Linked DNA regions of Hordeum vulgare: region 2 is linked to region 1. Evidence: chromatin contacts called from public Hi-C data. All regions are on one chromosome and are shown on one strand. Each heading gives the region's core, a stretch centred on a gene start, on an enhancer-like site or on the middle of the called end of the contact. The rest is flanking DNA. Distances are from core to core; before and after follow the strand shown. Region 1 holds the start of LOC123431098 (probable methyltransferase PMT3). Region 2 holds the start of LOC123431117 (pentatricopeptide repeat-containing protein At5g04780, mitochondrial-like).

Region 1 (3,739 bases), core at 386-2,885:
GCAGATAAAGTAGTTGGGGAGTTACATGAAAGCATTGATGTCTGGTCGATCCCCTGAAGATTTTTCGCCGTTGTGGTAGAGTCCATGTGTGGCGGGGCCATGAGCAGGAATTCTGGCGTTAGAGGTTGAAAACGCATTTGCCGTTGTGTGTTGAAGGGATAGTCGAACAGAACTGGCGGGAACATGTCGGACGTGTTCCAGGATCTGTGTCTGTGGCTGCATTTGGCGGTGGAGAATTGGATGCCCTGGCATGAGATCGTCGTCGTGTAAATTTAGTTGGGACTCGGATGTAATCATACAGAAAAGGTGGGCATTTTCATTTAAACGGAGAAGGAGGTCATTTTGTTGCGACTGTTCTCAATTGGAGCAGTTCTCTTCTCCCACATGTGTGGGAGATACAGCTTAGAAGAAAGGATTCGACAACGTGTAGTGCGTAACTTGTGTCCGCCCAGAAACGTGAAACACTGGGGCATGCTTTTGCAATGCTCAATTTTCCCTCGAATCCTGTGGGAACCCAGCTGTTTCGTGTAAAATGTCTTCTTACAAAGCAACTGAACAAGCACATCTGCACATGTTATCAACCGGCTGGGGCTCGCTTTTAGCGTCTGAGCCCTAGGATTCCTGCTAGTCTTTTGTTTGTTTGTTTTTGCCAGGAACTAACTATCGAAATGATCAGCAGTGTCATGGCTGAAAGATCTGTAACCTTACTCACCAAATTTGGGTGGTCTTTATGGTGGCGCCATAACTCCCTTGGACATGATCATGCCAAAACTGGCGCGGAGGACCATTGTGTCGCTGCGCCAGTCGGTGACGCTGGCATATGTGGATTTTGATGACCACTTGCTGTGTGGATCCCATGGAGTTCCGTGGAGCAAGCTGTTGCGTGTCGGTGGCTGCATGCCCGTGTCGGTGACTGCATGCCCGTGTCGGTGACTGGATGGGTAGATCTCTGGTCTAACATTCGGTGCGTGGAGTGTGGATGAAAACCAACCAGGCAGTTTCAGAACGTGAGTATCCATTCCCTCCGGCTCGGCCTTGGCCAGTTGGGTTTCCTCCGGCTCGTTTCGAAATGGCGTTGTCTTGTGCACTAAAAGTCTTCTCTAGTACTTCCCCGTCCTAAAATAAGTGTTTTAAGTTTAGTACAACTTTGTACTAGCTCTAGTATAAAGTTGAGACAGTTATTTTGGAACAGGGAGTACCAAATATCCGCAGAGAACGAAAGGGCATATGGGGAAACAAAAGGAAAGACTCACGTTACCAAGCTGATTGGCCATACGCGCATCGGCACTGCAGCACCAGCAGCATGACAGCGAAGGGAGAGATAATAAAACAAACAATAATACAAGTACTAGTCCCCTTCCCCTCCCTCCCATTGGCATTGGGCCGGCGCCGACAGAGATCTCCCCCCTAAATCGCCAACGTTAATCATCTGAAAAAGACCCCAGCACTAATGCTAATCTACCAGTAGTACTAGAATAACAATCATAGTCATCATCTAAAAAGAGAAAAAAAAACAATTATTATCCGGCACGGGGACGGGCACGGGCACGGGACATTCCCTCCGCTTAACAGCGTCCCGTGTACCGCGGCGTGTTAGTTTAATCTGCCCGCTAATCATCTCGGGGATGTTGCTGCTGGTTTCATTAACACGCGCCACCAAGAGTGCAGACCTGCCCCCTTCTCTCTCTCCCTCTCACGCTAGCCCCGCAAATCGAGGCCTTCCGCTGGCCCTCACCCCCGCCCCGCCACCAGGCTCACCCCAGCCAGCCAACGGAGGCGACGAGCGCCCGGCCCGCGGCGGCACTCTCCCGCCCGCCCGCGCACGGGATCCGCGACGGTGCGTTGCCTCTCCCCCCCTCGCATTCTGCTGCCTCCCTCTCTCCCCTCGGTCCAGCCGTCCATGTCGCCGCCGCCGCCGCCGCCGCCCGGCGGTGCGATCTGGTTGCGATGCCTGACGCGTCTTCCCGCGGAAAGGGAGCGTGGAGCCCAGGCGGCCACGAACGCGCGCGGCGTGGGTTTCGGTCCAGCATCGCGTCCGGTGGGATTCGCGCGCTGTGTGCGTGTTGGGTTTTTGCGTTGGTTCTTTTTTATTTATCGTTCCGTCTGTTAGGATTTGGTTGGTTCGTCTTCGGCTGCGATTCTTAGTAGCAGTCGTTCCAAACCCTGGGGATTTTTCAATCCGCTGCTGGCCTCGCGCCGGACGCACTCAGGTCGCAGTGCCCGTCGCTGTCTCTCTTGTCTCCGCTGGGTCAACCTGAAGCTCCCTTTTCCTTACGCCGTATGCTCGGCTGCCTAATCCAACTGAGCAAAGAGCTTCCGTGCTGGCGAACCGAATTCTAAGTCTGCTCCGTGGAACTGGAGACCACGCCGCAGATCTGAAGGAATCTGCCAGCAAAATAGAGTAGCTCGGAAGAGGGGAGCTTTATTTAGAGAAGTACTACCAGGACTAGTGCTCATCTCCCCTCTGTGATCTGCCCCCAACTCCTCCCTCTTCACCACTGCCGTTCGCATACTTATACGCACCCTCCGTTTTGCACCAGTCTGGGGGTTCGGCTTGAGCATTGTATTCATCCCGAGGATTTCTCTTCTCAGGCAATACCAACGGTGTCCGCTTGACCTTTTCTAAGCGGGTATACGCTTCTAGCTTCCTCCATTGCATATCTCAATTTGGTTCTGTTGCTTCAACTCTACTGCGGCTTGCCTGCTGCTTAGTTTATGACATCTTATTGTTGGTCTCATGGCTTGTTTTTTTGCTTTCTGCAGATCCGTGCGTCCCAGCAGAACTAGGATTTTCTGTGGTCCTTCATGAATCTTGAGGACAGTCTATACTAGGGGGGCAGTAGGGTACTACTACTACTAGGATTTGGGATCCTCCGAAATGAGGGGGAGAAATGATGGGGGGCAGAGCAAGAGGCCCGTTGTGCTCTTCTGCGTCATGGTCGTGTGCCTGTGCCTCCTCTTCCTCTATTTCTCGGGCTCCAATGGCCAGGCCGGGAGCGCAGCACTAGAGTACGGCACCAAGTTCTCTCGGTCGCTTGGGTGGGGCAGTGACGGAGATGGTGACGATGGCTCGGAGGAGTCAATTTTTGGGACTGGCGATGCAAACGATGTTAAGCTCAAGAGCTTCCCCGTGAGTTCAGAACCAGCAATCAGTTGTTTGTTAACACACACTCTCTATGTATGATGATAATTCTAAAGGTTTTTCTTTTGGTTTACTCTGAAGGTATGTGATGATCGGCATTCTGAGCTGATCCCCTGCTTGGATAGGAACTTGATATATCAGATGAGGTTGAAGCTGGATCTAAACCTGATGGAGCATTATGAGCGGCATTGTCCTCCTCCTGAGAGGCGCTTTAATTGCCTCATTCCACCGCCACATGGCTATAAGGTCACCAGATTATCCTTTCTTTGTTTTTTCTTGCCATCCTTGCCTTATTTTGATTATGTCTCTGAGCTACAAAGTTGCTGGAGTTGGGTTCCGTCATCCACCATCTCAACATATATCTTCAAGCTGAACCACTTATTTTAGTGATTATACATTATGCGGTCAAGATGTCTTCTGCATGTAGATTTAGGTTTGATCTGGCATAGGAAAATGGTTTGAATTTTTCCTGCTCTGTTCTGGAGCTGGACATTCTTGTTACCTTCTCCTGACCTATCAAATTTATACTTATGTTCAGATGGTGCTGTTTAATGTGGTTCGTGCCAAGCCACATTAGACTCATGAAACTTAGTTTTG
Region 2 (3,739 bases), core at 898-3,397, 430 kb after region 1:
GTCAACCATGCAAGTATAGTGTTTCAAACTTGGTTTTATGCCATACGAATCTTCCATACTGTAGAAATAGCTCCGAGCTTCCACCATGGAACCTTCTTGCTTACAAGCTGAAAGAAGTATGATGAAAGTAACAGGATCTGGTCGAGTTCTAGATTGCTCAAGCATTTCGAACAATCTTTTAACATCTCTAGGCATCCTATGAAGCAAGTAGCAACTCATCATTGCATTCCATACTGCTATATCCTTATCAACACTGCACTCAAAAGCCAGTCTAGCATCCTCAATCTTACCACATTTCCCATACATATCTATTAGTGCACTTGCAAGAGTGACTGGATAACCATCAGGCCAGTTTTTCTGTATGTAACCATGCAGTTCTCCCCCATACCCTGATGCCATTGTCATACCAGAAGACAAAAGCGCTATCTGCACCGTAACCAAGTTAGGAAGTAAATTGGACTCGAGCATTTCACAGAATAGTTTCAAAACAACCTCTGGCTTCCTATTATGCTTGTAAGCTGCTAGCAGACTGTTCCATGTGACAACATTCTTATTCCTTATTCCCTGGAAGACATTAGCAGCAGATACCATATCACCAGTTTTACCATAAAGGTCAACCAATTTGCTGGATACAAATATGTTTGACGTCAGACCATTCCTTAGAGCATAGCAGTGTACTTCCTTCCCGAGACGATCTAACTTGAGGTCTGTCAACAGTGAGAGGACACTAGTAATTGTAGTACCATTTGGTTGGATGGGGTTGCTATTGTCCAGAAATGTCCAGCGCTTTGCATCTCCACTGTTTAGGAGCTGCATGTATCTGAAAACTTCCAGTGCATCAGCACAGAGGCCAAACTGATGCAAACCGGATATTAAAGCATTCAATGATACCACATTGGGCTTCAAGCTGACATTCATCATGCCTAACAGCAGTTCATTTGCTAGTTCTTTCTGACCTGCTCTAGCATATACAGCAACGAATGAGTTATATGTGACAGTGTCAGGCTTCAATCCATCCTGCTGCATCAAGTTAAAAGCTTCACACGCTTTGTCCATCCTCCCATCACTGATATATGATTGAATCAACTCATTCCATACAGTGACATTCCTCTCCCCATCAATGGCGGAGAATACGCTTGTCGCATAAGCAAACTCTCTGCACTCAGAGTACATGCCAATCAAAGAAGAACCAATGTACACATTTAATTTGATACCACAACGTACAACATAAGAATGCAGCTGCTTTCCAAGGCCCAGTGCCATCAAGCCAGTGCAAGCAGGAAGTATACTTGCAATAGTGACTGCATCAGGCATCTCAGTCTCGCACATCTCCAGGAAGATGCCCAAAGCCTCGTCATAGCGTGCATTCTGCACACAGCCAGAGATGATGCAGTTCCAAGAACTGGCCCGAGGCTTGACCCCCCTCAGTCGCATTTCGTCAAACAGATCGAGCGCAGCACCAATATCACCATTTCTCGCGAAGCCGGAGACAAGGTTGTTCCATGAAATCACGTCAGGCCGAACACCATTGGCCTGCATCGATTCAAACAGCTCGAAGGCCTGGTCCAGCTCCCCGGCGTTGGCGTAGGCGCCCACGAGAGCGGTCCATGCCACGACGTCGCGTTCGGGGAGCGACGCGAACGCTGCGCGCGCGGCGCGGACGTCCCCAAGCGCCGCGTACATGGCGACGACAGCGTTACCTACGACGGCGTCGTCGGCAAGCGCGGGCCCGCCCTTGGCGGCGAGCGCGTGAGCGGCGGCGGCGAGGCGGGGCGCGTCCGCCCCAGCGCAGGCCCGGAGCACCTGCGGGAGGAGGAACCTGTCGGGCTCGGCCCCGGCGGCGCGCATGGCCGCGAACGCCTCACATGCCGCGCCCCAGCGCCGCGCACGCACGCAGGCGCCTATCTCCCGCGCGTACGCCGCGGCCTCGGGTCGCGCTTGCTGCACCGGGGCATGCTGCCTCCGGGATGCCCCGTCCGGCACCCGGTGCGCGTGGGTCGGGGCCTGTAGTGAGCAGCGCGGCGATAAGACACCGCGGGGAGTAGGAGGCAGAGACGGGGACGGCAGCATGGTGGTCGCCATTTTTTTATGGCGTCAGTAGTACTGCGCTCGGTCCGGCATTTCCAAATGGTAAGGAGGAGAGAGAATCTGTGCTTTGTGGACCATGGGATTTGGACCTTCTGGGCTGAAATAGCAATTCTGAATAAAATAAAATGACAAAAAATTATACGCTAGAAGGAGGGCTCGAACCTCCGACCTTGTGGTTAACAGCCACACGCTCTGGCCAACTGAGCTATTCCAGCTCGGGTGGAAATTTTTAGGTTTGAGCATTCTAATACCCAAGATATGTTTTTTTGTATGGTTTCCAAAGTTTTCCATTCAGCATTAATGATATAGACACAAGCAATTTGTTGGCTTTTTCCAGAGTTCGTGGCCCACCTGAAGTTTATGAAAATGTATTCGTTGCCACTGATATGTACTCCTTATGTAAACTAATATTAAAATATTTAAATCATTACTTTAGTGATCTAAACGTTCTTATATTAGTTTAGAAGGGGTATAAGATTTAGATTTCACTTTTAACTATTTGGGTCGATGCGCTTTGCATTTGGTGAGCTAAGTTTTGACTTTGGTTAGAGCTTGCGTCATCTTACCTTTCTTAGATTTACATCATGGTTTGACCTCCCACACATATGTCATTGTTGTTTTCTTTGAGGCACTTGTAGATTAACACGTATCTCCTTAGTACTTGCAATATAAAATTAACTTGCAACCAGTATTTTGCTATGACTAATTTCAGCGTCAACCAAACAAACACTAAGGAGTAAGAACATTGTACTACACATGAAACCATACGTGCACATGCTGCACTCTAGAGCATATACATAATGTTATGGGCATGGTTGACCTCGAGTTTGTACATTTTATCAAAACTATATTTAAAATCTAAGGATGATACAAACATTGTCATCTAGCATGTCACAAAATTCACAAATCACTAACAATAATAGTTTGAATGTGATAGTAGCAATAGTTGTGGACTTTGTTTTGCAAAGTAATCGAACAACGATAACATACGTGAATTGACACGCCTCAATATATAAAAATGGAGGTGATTTTAGCCAGATTCAGGCTTTATGCATGAGTAAGTAGTAACAACGCTAATCCTGCTTGTTTAGAATATATGTATATATATGCAAGATTGTGTCTACCATAGTTTGCCACAAAATTATGTCTATATATATATATATATACTCCACCACCTTCTTCCCATGCCGCCCCCTCCCACTACTCGGCCACCACCTCCCACATCGCCAGCCATCGTGAGGCCTCCACCTCCCACCGCGCCGCACTCCCACCATCACACAGCGCGCCGGCGGCTGATCTACCAGGTGCGCGGACTCGACCTGGGGAGGGGTCGCGACCAACGCTACCAGCGCCGCCCCGGTGACCTTCTGCTGCGCTGCGGTAACTACACCCGCACATCCCCTCGGATAACCAAGCCCACCTTCTTCCCCATGCCACCGCCTAGCACTTCCCTCCATCGCGGCTAGCAGGACTCCCGGATCCCCATGTCGCCCCCACCTCCCGCGCAGCCGTGACCAAGTCCACCCCCAACCACTCTCACCTCCCTGCAAGCCACGAACAATTCTTCCCCCACGGCCCCATCTCCCTTGCCGCCCCTCCCCTCCCTACCAACCATCCTTATCGCGGGGCAAATAGCTCCTGTGCGACATCG

What was found. Hi-C and Micro-C count contacts between places; a contact is called where the count stands out from the background.
Region 2: a Hi-C map of seedling shows a contact between it and region 1, with 6 times the contacts expected there. The contact joins the promoter of LOC123431117 here to the promoter of LOC123431098 in region 1. A contact is called at or near these places in 2 of 6 Hi-C or Micro-C datasets (leaf and seedling) and 1 of 1 datasets of contacts at active chromatin or transcription factors (embryo).

What each region holds. Positions count from the first base shown.
Region 1 is chr1H:276,638,685-276,642,423 of MorexV3_pseudomolecules_assembly, forward strand. It overlaps LOC123431098 (probable methyltransferase PMT3), which reads left to right and starts at 1,636. Exons shown (of 8, transcript XM_045114944.1): 1 at 1,636-1,837; 2 at 2,764-3,130; 3 at 3,224-3,388. The coding sequence starts at 2,879. LOC123431075 (exportin-4) reads left to right here. Exons shown (of 32, transcript XM_045114897.1): 32 at 1-502. The coding sequence ends at 13.
Region 2 is chr1H:277,066,097-277,069,835 of MorexV3_pseudomolecules_assembly, forward strand. LOC123431117 (pentatricopeptide repeat-containing protein At5g04780, mitochondrial-like) reads right to left here and starts at 2,148. Exons shown (of 1, transcript XM_045114955.1): 1 at 1-2,148. The coding sequence starts at 2,082. TRNAN-GUU (a tRNA gene) reads right to left here and starts at 2,303; the gene lies at 2,230-2,303.